Linked DNA regions of Zea mays: all the other regions are linked to region 1. Evidence: chromatin contacts called from public Hi-C data. All regions are on one chromosome and are shown on one strand. The core of a region is the stretch at or near the end of the contact, and the rest is flanking DNA. Distances in the headings are between cores, read along the strand shown.

Evidence for each region. Hi-C and Micro-C count contacts between places; a contact is called where the count stands out from the background.
Region 2: a contact with region 1 is called in a Hi-C map of ear, with 1.5 times the contacts expected there. The contact joins the enhancer-like site here to the promoter of LOC100273928 in region 1. A contact is called at or near these places in 3 of 25 Hi-C or Micro-C datasets (bundle sheath, ear and tassel).
Region 3: a contact with region 1 is called in a Hi-C map of endosperm, with 2.3 times the contacts expected there. The contact joins the enhancer-like site here to the promoter of LOC100273928 in region 1. A contact is called at or near these places in 4 of 25 Hi-C or Micro-C datasets (bundle sheath, ear, endosperm and 1 more).
Region 4: a contact with region 1 is called in a Hi-C map of leaf, with 6 times the contacts expected there. The contact joins the promoter of LOC103634603 here to the promoter of LOC100273928 in region 1. A contact is called at or near these places in 10 of 25 Hi-C or Micro-C datasets (bundle sheath, ear, leaf and 1 more) and 1 of 3 datasets of contacts at active chromatin or transcription factors (leaf).

The regions. Positions count from the first base shown.
Region 1 is chr1:53,895,867-53,898,566 of Zm-B73-REFERENCE-NAM-5.0, forward strand. It overlaps LOC100273928, which reads left to right and starts at 1,302. Exons shown (of 31, transcript NM_001360497.1): 1 at 1,302-1,869; 2 at 1,958-2,064. The coding sequence starts at 1,972.
Region 2 is chr1:53,761,526-53,764,225 of Zm-B73-REFERENCE-NAM-5.0, forward strand. No RefSeq gene overlaps it. Among protein-coding and RNA genes, the nearest start is that of LOC103634605, 30 kb to the right of the region's middle. Within about 2 kb of position 1,451, at least 19 of the 20 cell types and tissues checked have an H3K27ac peak or open chromatin away from gene starts, as enhancers often do. A contact at or near this core is called in bundle sheath, ear and tassel, where this site is marked.
Region 3 is chr1:53,740,761-53,743,644 of Zm-B73-REFERENCE-NAM-5.0, forward strand. No RefSeq gene overlaps it. Among protein-coding and RNA genes, the nearest start is that of LOC103634603, 31 kb to the left of the region's middle. Within about 2 kb of position 1,276, at least 16 of the 20 cell types and tissues checked have an H3K27ac peak or open chromatin away from gene starts, as enhancers often do. A contact at or near this core is called in bundle sheath, ear, endosperm and 1 more, where this site is marked.
Region 4 is chr1:53,709,926-53,712,701 of Zm-B73-REFERENCE-NAM-5.0, forward strand. LOC103634603 (NAC transcription factor NAM-2) reads right to left here and starts at 1,351. Exons shown (of 3, transcript XM_008657016.4): 1 at 798-1,351; 2 at 358-665. The coding sequence starts at 963.

The DNA of each region.
Region 1 (2,700 bases), core at 52-2,551:
CAAAAGTTAGTTATTTTATAGGAATAATTGGATATATACCATTAAAATATTGCAACTTTAGATATATATCACTGATTCTGCATGTCATTGATTCATGTGAACCCCACATTTAAGTTGGAAATCAATGGTATATATCTAAAGTTATAATTTTTTAGTGGTACCGATTCAAATTTCTCTATTTTCTATGGCCTGCTTGGTACAAGCGATATAAACTACTTATGTTCGTCATTTTTCTCTAGTTCAATGGAAATTGTTAATTCACGTTTGCCGTGTGGTTCTGACCGATGGAAATTACTTTTTTCCATAGACTTAGCATTGATCGACGAAATCATTCAATTTCTATTGGCTATCCTAAAGGTCCTCAAAAATTATTTTGGTTAACAAAAACTCTTTATTTTCCTGTATGGGGGTAAAGCCTTCGAGATCTAGAAGGATTTATATTAGGTTCTTAACACGGACCCAACATAGCTGGATCTGACTACGTCATGTCTGGTTTCACAAGTAAACTTAGGAACACAACGATAACTTACACTTTTTTAGCTTCATCGGGCCATGGAAGATCCTCCTGTACTGGGCTACCTCATTATCCTCATTACTAAGGACTATTTGAACGGACCATGTCATGATAATAACACTTAATTCATAGGAGCTGCACCAGCCTCGTCAACTAGGGCGAGTATGATTGTCTCATGACCAATATAATTCAAAAGGGGAACAGGTCAACAACAATCTTCCTTAGCTTCGAGTAACATGGTCAACACCCACAAGTCAAAGGACACAATTGCGAGAGTTATCGTACATACCCTCACGAGATTATGTCAACTTTGAGGTTCCACTCGAGACCGGAGAGTATGTCAATTTTGAGGTTCCACTTGGGACCGTCCACTAGATTTCAACCTGGCTTCTCAACATCAAGGACGTGTTGGCCGCCAAAAACATCTAGGAATGATTCAGTGCCAAATAATAAATGACTTAAGCATCATTGTATACTTTTTAAACAACATTATTTTTTATACGATCAAGATAAATCATAATCTTGTGCGGATAAATTAAAATCCTTGCAATTTGTGAGAGTGAGATTCATCTCTTGAACAGATTTTATTAAGGTCTTGTTTGGTTACTAGTTTTTTTAATTTAGACAGAAATCTAGCGCGTTTCATTAGATTCTGTACATGTGTATAAAATTCACTAAAATTTAACCTGCTTAATAGGATTTTGAAATTCTATAACTTTTATATATTTTTGGAAAATCCCTATGAACCAAACGGAGCCTAATATACTTCCCCTGGCAGTAGCGGGGCAACACTTTCTTGGCTGTCCTTCAGTCTGCTGACATTTTGACAACGAAGCACTCATGCGTGCGACAGCGAGAGCAGCCGCTGCACTGCACAGTACGAGTGCACAGCTGCACTGGCAGAAGGGCACTTCAAAAGATTTTGAAAACCTGCGGAACAAATTAATAAACGAACCAGTAGAAGCCAAACGAAATCTTTGTATTTCATACACTTAGCTTTTCCCCTCCTTTTTCAAAAAAAAAAACCCTCTCCCCCAACTCCACCTGCTTCGTTCGCTTCCCTTCATCCCCACTCCACCAAACCCTCGCGTCGCTGGGACTGGGAGCAGAGTAGAGCACAGCGGAGCAGATTAGCAGAAGGTGTCGAGTGGAAGCAAATGGCCAATGAGTGGCCGCGGTGGTGGTAGCATCCTCCTCGCCTTTTCTCCCCGTCTCCCGCGTTCTGGTTGTTGCAGCGAGCGGGAGCGGGAGGACACGTGCTACCCCCGTCGCTTCTCGGGCACGCCTCCCTCACTCGGATCTGGGCCGCGCGCGCGAGATCCTGAGCTCCGGGTTGGAGAGCTCCCGTGCTCCAGGTGTGAATTTATTCGGTCGGTTGATGCGTGTTGGTTGTGCTGAACTTGTGCTGATTCGCGCTTAACTGGTCTGTTGGTTGAATGGCAGCTCAGGTGACGTCGATGGAGCCCGCGGTGGCTACAGCGGGTGAAGGGCAGCGGTTCAAGCGGATTCCGCGGCAGGCGTGGTCGGGGAACCTCGAACTGGGTCCTCTGGTAGGGCTCGTTAGCTCCCTGCTCGTCCGTGCTTGTGGCCCGTGGTGGCTGATATGATGGTGCCGGTGTGATTTTATTGGGTTATTTGGGGATTGCTGTGCCGTTGCGTAGTCAATGTAGTGTTGAGGGAAGCCTGAGGTGTTTGAAATGTGGTAGAATGGTGTTCGGATCTCAATGTCATGCTGCTTGGTGGTTAGGGTTCAGGGGTTTCTAAATGCGTTAATGCTTTGGTGAGAGCTCAGGAGTGTAAACTGATGCCACTGACACTTAGTGGTGCAGTGCCACGAGTATCACATTGTTGAGGTCAAACCTGCATTGTGTTGCACAAGAATCTTCGAATTGCTGTGAGTCTTCAGTTGGGGTTATCCATGTTGGGTTAATAACAGCTTTAGGGCTAGTTTGGAAACTCCATTTTCCCAAGGGAAAATGAACTAATTTCTCTTGGGAAAATGAAAATCCCTTGGAAAAATGGGGTTGCGAAACTAGCCCTTATATGTTCAATACTCAAGGGTGTATTATTATTTTTGGATTGGTGCTATTCGGGCAGTATTTTCTACATATGGAAAATAAACTAATTTTCCTTAGAAAAATGGAAATCCCTTGGAAAAATGGGGTTACCAAACTAGCCCGAAAACA
Region 2 (2,700 bases), core at 201-2,700, 130 kb before region 1:
CTATATTTAGTAATTTAGGGACTAAAATAGAATAAAATTAAAGGACTAAAAATTAGTCCTAGAAACCAAACACCCCTTAAGTCATCTCATAACAAAATCTAATTATCATCAGCCATCACAACCAATCATCGATCAGGGAGACAACAAACTAAATAATATAGTACTTGTGTTTTAAATTATAAGATATTTTGATCTTTCTGAATATATTATTTTCACCATATATTTAGATATAGTATACGTGTATCAGTAAAATTTATGTATCTAAAAAACAAAACATCAAATAATTTAGAACATAGAGTAATAAAAATTATAAACACAGAATACTCTCCAGGTCCCCGGTTCTCCTCTGACGGCCCCGTCAAGTCAAGAGAGATAAAAAAGAATAAGAATTGTTTACTCCGCATTCGGGTGAAAATGTCTATCATCCTACATCTGAATTTTGTGAATATAAAGAGTGTGGGACACAAGATTTTCACTAGAATCTTAGTTTTATTCCCGTCCGCCGATACTTATTTCCATCCATGCATGCAAAAAAAATTTACATGCAGAACCTCTATAATACGCAGGATTTTTACAGAAATATTACAAGTTATTTTACAGATAATATTTCATTCTAAAAGGAAAAACAACTATTCGCGAGCAGTAAACTTGGGGAAAAAAGAGATCGCATCGAGAGAGAGATGGACTCACGCGCTGCACGCAGGCCGCAGCACTGCTTAATCGTAGAGCACGCCACGACATGTAGTGTTTGGTTGAGGAGTCAAATAGAACGGAGCCGTTCCATTCCTGATTCTAGGAACGGAGCCGCTCTGTTCTGTGTTTGGTAATCTGGAACGGAGCGATTCTGTTTTTTGTTTGGTTGAAGAGTGAGCGGAACGAGCGTGACTGTGAGAGCGGGATTGGAACGGAGCGGCTCCGTCCCATTGATTTTTTGGAGCGGAATGGTTCCGGATCTGAGGAGAATATTCCATAATTAGAGTCATTCCGTTCTAGTTACTTTGTAACCAAACAACAACAAAACTGGGACAGAACGGTTCCGTTCTATTTGGCTCTTCAACCAAACCCCAGGCTGAGGCTGCCGCGCGAGTTCGATGCGCCCAGCTCAGCCCACTAGTATTTTGCAACGACTGTCGGCCCACATCTATGTAGCGTATGGCGTATTTGATAGGCCAAATTTACCAGCGCGACAAGCCTCCGCGCTTCGATGCTCGAGCCCCAACGGCCCCAACCGCAACCGGCGGCGGCGGCGGCGCCAGTGCCGCGCTCGCCCTTGTCGGTCAGATCCAGCGCGGTGGCGACTGGCGACAGCTCTGCTCTGCTTCTCTTCGTCGCTGATGAAATTGAAAGACCACGCATGGAGACAGATTCGGAAAGCTCCTAGTTAGCTCAGTACATGGGATCTTGGTCAGATCTTCCTCTTGGTTAATATAATGGCAGTAGAAAAGGACAGGCGACGCGTCCTCCTGGCTGACCTCACCTGGGTCTGGGTGTGCAACAAGCAGCTTTGCTGGTCCAACAGGCTAGAGCTACGATGAGGATACCAGTAGGACCTAGTACTCTCTCCATCATGCTCAACCACCCTCCGTGGTTCGCTCAGTTCATCTTGTCAACCTTACCACAAAAACTACTCCAACTGAAAGCTGGGTGTTTGGTTCTTTTACTCTCCTAAACTTTAGCGCTAAACTTAGTCTGGGGGTGTTTGGTTGCTCCTGCTAAAGTTTAGCCTGAGTCACATCAAACGTTTGACTTTTAAATAGGAGTATGAAATATAGACCCAACTAACTGGACTAGATTCGTCTCGTCTTTTAATCTTCGGCTGACAAATTAGTTTTATAATCCGACTACATTTAATACCCGGAACGGAGGTTCAAACATTCGATATGACAGGGGCTAAATTTTAGTTTGGGGTAACCAAACACCCCTAGAAATCCTATCTGGAAGTCCTATTTTAGTCACCAGGTTTGGTATTTTAAGTAATAAAAGTGATTAAACTTTAAGCCCCCCTTTGCAATACAGGAACGTAAAAACACAAGAATAGAAAAAACAAATGATTAGAGTTGGATATGAATTGCAATCCTACAGGAATTAAGAATGTAGTAAAATTTTCCATAGCCTTTGAATGATGTGCAGGAATTTGAATAGAGAGATACGAGCCATAAAAAAGTTTCCAAGAGGTTTGACCTCTTATTATTTTCCTTCAAAACTTGAACGGGAAAGCAATACATAGGAATTTTAAAGGATGTGATATGATTGAATCATGTGTTCCAAAGGCTCGCGCATGATTTTTTTTCTTCAAAGGCTGTGGAAATTTTACTACATTCTCAATTCCTGTAGTAAAATCATGTGTTTCAAAGGCTCGCGAATGTAGTAAAATCCTTCAAAAATCCTTCATATTGTCTTTGTTCCAAAGGGACCCTTAGTCACTAAGGCTTCCTTTGGAACAAGGGAAAAGTGAAGGAATTTTGAAGGATTAAAACCCTATGTAAAGTTTTTCTATGTGGTCCTTTGGAACAAAGTGTTGAGTTGCTACAAAACCTATAAAATTCCTATAGAATTAAGTATTGTAGTGAGATTCTGGAAGATTTTTAACATGAGGTTCAACCTCTTGAAAATTTTCCTATAGAATTGAAGGTGACATGCAACTTGTCGGGTACCATAATTAGGGGTATCCCCAATACTCCTAAACACGGCTGAAAAACA
Region 3 (2,884 bases), core at 26-2,525, 160 kb before region 1:
GTCTCCGAGAGAATCTTGAACCGTATGCTTAAAAGATACCGCTGTTACAGCGCGCTGTTGAACTATATATCAGTATATGCATCATTTTACAAAGGAGGGCCTTGTGCCAAGTTCGACCGCAGGTACCAGAAGTTTTACCTGAGCTCCCCGCATCTTCTTCAGCCAACCTCCCATCGGCCTTTTATTTTTCTTTTCTAAAGGTTAGCACTGGAAAGCGTAGCTTCAACCCAAGCCTCATCTAGCCCACAACGGATAGGGGACTTTTATTTATCTTTAGGACGACTAGTTTGTGAGCCACAAAACCGAAAAAGAATGGAATAGCTAAAATCATCTCTTTATTCAAAAATGAATAAGTGTTTTTTATATGTATGAGTGTCTATTTTAATTTTTTTACCGTGGTTCAAAATAAAGGATTGGTTTGGAAATTTAAATCTTCTTCAGAATAGAAAGAGGGCCGAGGAGAAAATTTCCTTCCCCCTCAACCCCTTACAATTTCGAAGGAGATTTTAAGTTTCAAACTATAGCTCTATGGTCTAGTTTTGGTCTAGTTTGAAAAACTTAAATCTACTTAGATATTAGATATTTGAGGTGGAAATGAACTAATTTCTCTCTTAAATTCTTTAGAAGATTTATGTTTTCAAACTAGCATAAGTATAAATTTCCGCGCAATTTAAATATATGTGTCGAGGAACAGAGGAAGTCGTGTCGAAGGGACTGGGGCTAGGCCTTAGAGGATGATGAGGTACTGTTTTCTGGCGCTAAAGTTTAATATCTATCACATTAGATGTTTGGATACTAGTTAGAAGTATTAAGTATAGTCTAATTACAAAATTAATACACAGATGAGAACTAAACAATAGGATGAACGTATTACACCTAATCATTACATGATACGCTCATGTGATGGTACAATAAACTTTTACTAACCATGAACTAATTAGGCTTAAAAATTTTGTATCGTCTTTTAAGTCTTTAATTATGTAATTAGTTTTGTAATTAAACAATATTTAAAATTTGTAATAATCATTCAAACGCGCTAAACTTTAGTCCCTAAATCAAACACGCCAAAGAAGGCTGCGAACAAAGAAACGCATTGGCTGTAGTTTGCTGGAGGAGTGAAAACTGTAAAGCGAGCAGCACGAAGTCCGCCCGTGATTATCCGAAGCTCCACCACCCAGCTGTATTCCCCACGTGCGCGAATACCATATGAGGACCGGCCGGTCGTGACGGCATATCCGACGGGATCGGACAGTCCCCGCGGCGTACGGCTTCACGTCTCTCTTGGGATCGAGTCAGAAGAGGACCGTGTGTGTAGGTGAGGTGAGGTCAGGTCCATGCAATACAACGGGGTGGTGTGGGAGAGCATGACGTCACATGCGAGAAGAATTCAATGAACTGGGGTAAGCACGCGACCACGGTGTGAGACTTTCGGTTGGAAATAGGGTCGGAAGTTCGGAACGTGCGCACGTCGCCAAACGCGCGGTCGTCTGAACCGTTTGGTGATTTTGGGTGTCAAAACGTGCCCAACCGAAATTCATATGCATCCATAGATTTTGGTTATTGATAGATTGGTTTAGGCTCTCTTTATTTTTATTATAATCTACTCAGATTATATAATCCAACATAAATAATCTGACGGGTAAACAAACATCTACACTATAGCTACAGATTATATAATTTAATGTCTAGATTGCTATAATCTCATAATCTCATGAAGAGAAGTTTATTTAGGATTATTTTTAAGTAAAAGACTCATTAACCATGATTATGTTCACAAAATTACAAAAGAACCATCGTTCTCTTTCCTCTGAAGCGAACTTACGGGCATCTCTCCTTCCCCCACAGTGTGGTGCTCTTATCTCCCTTTCCTGGCTCTAATAATCTACATTCGTATAATCAATCAAACAACTACATGTAGATTATAATCTAGATTATATAATCTAGAAGCTAAAACAAACAGACCCTTACTTAGGCCATGTTTGGATCCTCGCGGCTAATTGTTTGCTGGTGGCTAATAATTAGCCGACAAATAATTAGCTAGCAACAATTAGCCAGGATATGTTTAGAGTCTTGGCTAATAAGTGTCTTTTCTCTCTACACGATCTATTAGCATCTATTAATAAGGTCAAATGACTAATGAATAAACAGTTGACAACTCTATGGCTAACCAATTTATGAGCCAGACTGTTTGGAGACTAGAGTGCTAAAATTAACCAAAAACTATTTGCTACAGGGATCCAAACATGACCTTAAAAACAGTAGCACATCAATTTTTATAGCTAAGTTTATAGTAAAGTCACTAAAGACTTGTTCAATCTTATAAGAGGAAAATGCGCTCACTACTACTGTGTCATGGCACCTAACCAGAGTCACATCACTTTGCGAGAGAGACAGAGCGAGCTTCCAATACATGCGCTAGCTGCCTAGCTATTGCAGGCAGTCAAGATTTTCTGAGATAACGGTAGCAGTTTGTTTGTATGTTGATTGGATTATTATTGGAATGAATCGTTTGGAACTTTGGATCTGTAAAATTTCTGTTGACTACTTTTTTCAGACATATATACACATATGCTTAGCCTAAGACCATTAGACAAACTATACAGATGAGTACAACAATATTTTACACTATAAATTGTACTATTAAGGTTACCATGTAATAATGTTTGAAATAAAAAGTAGAGATAGAAAGGCCGGTAGCCTTAGCCTTGCATTTTTTTCTCCGAAATTTAACATAAACTACCCATGCATATATATAGGACTCACAGGAGTATGTGGGAGACGATGAACAGTTCCTGTGTTTTTTAGTTGCAAACTAAAGGCGGGAACTTGTTCCAATGAACAGACTTGCACCGAGCCGGCTTTTCTCCGCGTGAAACTACGGATG
Region 4 (2,776 bases), core at 101-2,600, 190 kb before region 1:
AACGCCGCGCCACCACACACTAAAGCGGCCCTTGCGTCTACTGGCAAGCCACAAAACCGATGCGATAAAGAAAACCGACGTACGTGCCGCGAACCCGCATCGTCACAAAACATCGCCAAAAAAGATAAACAGATCAGGGTGCAAGTGCAACTAGGGGGGTGCATCGATCGGTGATTATTGCATGCATGCGCAAGCGGTGCAACTAGCTGCACCATGATACCGACATATGCAAGAGATAGAACTAGCTTCTAGATGTCATTTTTGTTCTTTGAATCTAACTCGGTTTTTCTTGGATTATTGTATGGCAAGAGGGGGTATGGTTTAAATCAGATGAGTGATTAACAACGTACGACGTACCCTCATGGAGGCGTTGCGGAACTTCATGGGGCGGTAGGCGTGCGCTGCCTGCGCGTCGGCGGCGAGGCGGTACTCGTGCATGATCCAGTTGGTCTTGGTGCCCTTGGGCGGCCGGCCCTCGTAGAAGACGAGCGCCTTCTTGACGCCGACGCTCTCGCCGGCGGTGGTGCTGCTGTGGATGGGCTTGTCGGTCCCGGTGGCCTTCCAGTAGCCGGACCCCGCCGCGCGGTTCGGCCGGATCCCGTTCGGGTACTTGCGGTCGCGGGGGCTGAAGAAGTACCACTCCTTGTCCCCGTACGCAGCCCTGGCTGCAATGATAATACAGTACACATCAATTAATAATTAGGGCAAAATCTATCGGTGTTAAAAAAGAGAGTTTCCCTGCAGATCGATCGATGCGAGTGCAGGCGCGCGCGCGCACGGCGGGTAGTACTACTAACATGGCAGGTCCCATGGATCGAACTTGTAGATGTCGACGTCGGCGATGATGGCGACCGGGCACGGCGCGTTGGCGGCGCGGTTGCGGAGGTAGTGGAGGATCAGCTCCTCGTCCGTCGGGTGGAAACGGAACCCCGGCGGCAGCATGTCCGGGTTCGCCATGACCATTGGCCTGCTCGCCCGACTGACCGACGCTAGCTAGTATGAGAGAGCTGAGCCTGCGAGGAACTAGCTACAAAACCCTACCTAGCTGCAAAGCCTTGGCTACTAATCCACCTCCACCAACGAGTCTGCTGCTGCGCCACGAGCTTGGGGAGACTAAACTAGCCCAAGCTCAGCTCGCACCCTGGATCGGAGCCGGAGGGAGCGAGAGGTAGTTTAGCCAGGAGAAACGGAGGGAATGGAATTTTTGGGGACGGGAGGGGAAGGTCTGCTTATAAGCACGAGGATGCTTGTCCGCTTGCGTGCGTGACGTCCGCTCCGTCCAGCTGATGGAGGCCCCCCCACCCCCGGCCCCCGCCCCGGGCGGAGGTGGCCGATCGATCGAGAGGCGGACGAACGAACGGCCTGTTGTGGCTATCGTTAGATCGATCGATCGCTCGCTCTCCCCGCGCAAGCACACGTCCGCCGTGATGGCACCGGGAATTGGTGGGCTGGGGGCCCCGTGACGGGTGCCGCTGGAACTCGGCCGCGCCGGCACGTGTTGGCGTTGGCGCCCCGGCGGCTGATGCTTTGATGCTTCCAGTTCCGCGTGCGACTGGCCGATTGGGTCCGGGGGCGGGGCCGATGGTTGCTTTGCTTCGTTGGCAAATCCTATCGGTAGGAATAGCTCTCCCTCGGCCGGTCTCTCCGAGACTCCCACGTCCCATGCATGCTAAGTGACTTTGGTTTATCTTTTTTTTATCTCACAATCTTTTTTTCTTGGGATTACTTGTGGAGAAAGACGAAGGATTCATGTTGTTTAGGATCTAACAAGTGTCTGATTCTTTCCATCGCGACGACTCGATTGATTATGTGTTCATGTTGATTTTGGATGATTTTCGTCAAAGTGATTTCCCATAGAAACAGGCTAAAAAGGTAATGCTCCGTTTGGATGTCGATATTGGAGAGGATATAATTGAATTGAATATCAAATCAGTCATGATATTCAATTGAGATATAATTCTAATTCTATTATTTCTAGTAATAGTCCAATTCTTGGGAATTGAGCCTCTAATTCTAAATCTCAAGTTTAAGTGCAAGCAAACAACATAATTTAGGAAAAATGATTCCAATTTCCAATTCAATGCTCTGATATCTACATCCAAACGGGTGTAAGCATTTAGTAGTCCACGACAGCTTCTGCGTGGCTAGAATCAACAAAAAAAGTTAAAACAAACACGGTCTGAGGGGGCTTAACGAAATTCGAAATATACAACGGGGCATGACCCTGGAATCTTACTCATGTAAGAATTGTTTATGGCAAATGGAGGAGACGCTTTATCATTTGTTCCTCAGATGCAATTTTGCAAAAGCCTGCTGGAATTCAATTGGAATAACCCCCCAGAATTTCTAATCTAGAGGAGGCCTCAGCAAACCTTAAACACCAACTTAACGTCCCTTTCTATATGGAGATTATCATTCTCATGACTTGGAGCATCTGGAAAAGCCGAAATGAATGGCTATTTACAAATAAAGATCCTTCGGTTCATCACTGTACGCTGAAAGCATCTAGGCCCCTGGTTGGTTTTAGTGATTAATGACAACGTAATATTATATGTGACTAACGTGTGTTTTGCAGAGACAAATGGTAAGTTAGGTCGCATGACAGGTAGAAGTACTACAACGGTGAAAACAATCCCGGAGATAAGAACTCGAAGCGACGGCTAAAACGACGAAACAAAAGGCAAAGGTCTACGGAGTCCGAGTGTCAAGGAGATGTGGACACTCGCGATTTAGTTAGGTCTTTTATTCTCTTTTAGCCGTACTACAAAGAGGGGTT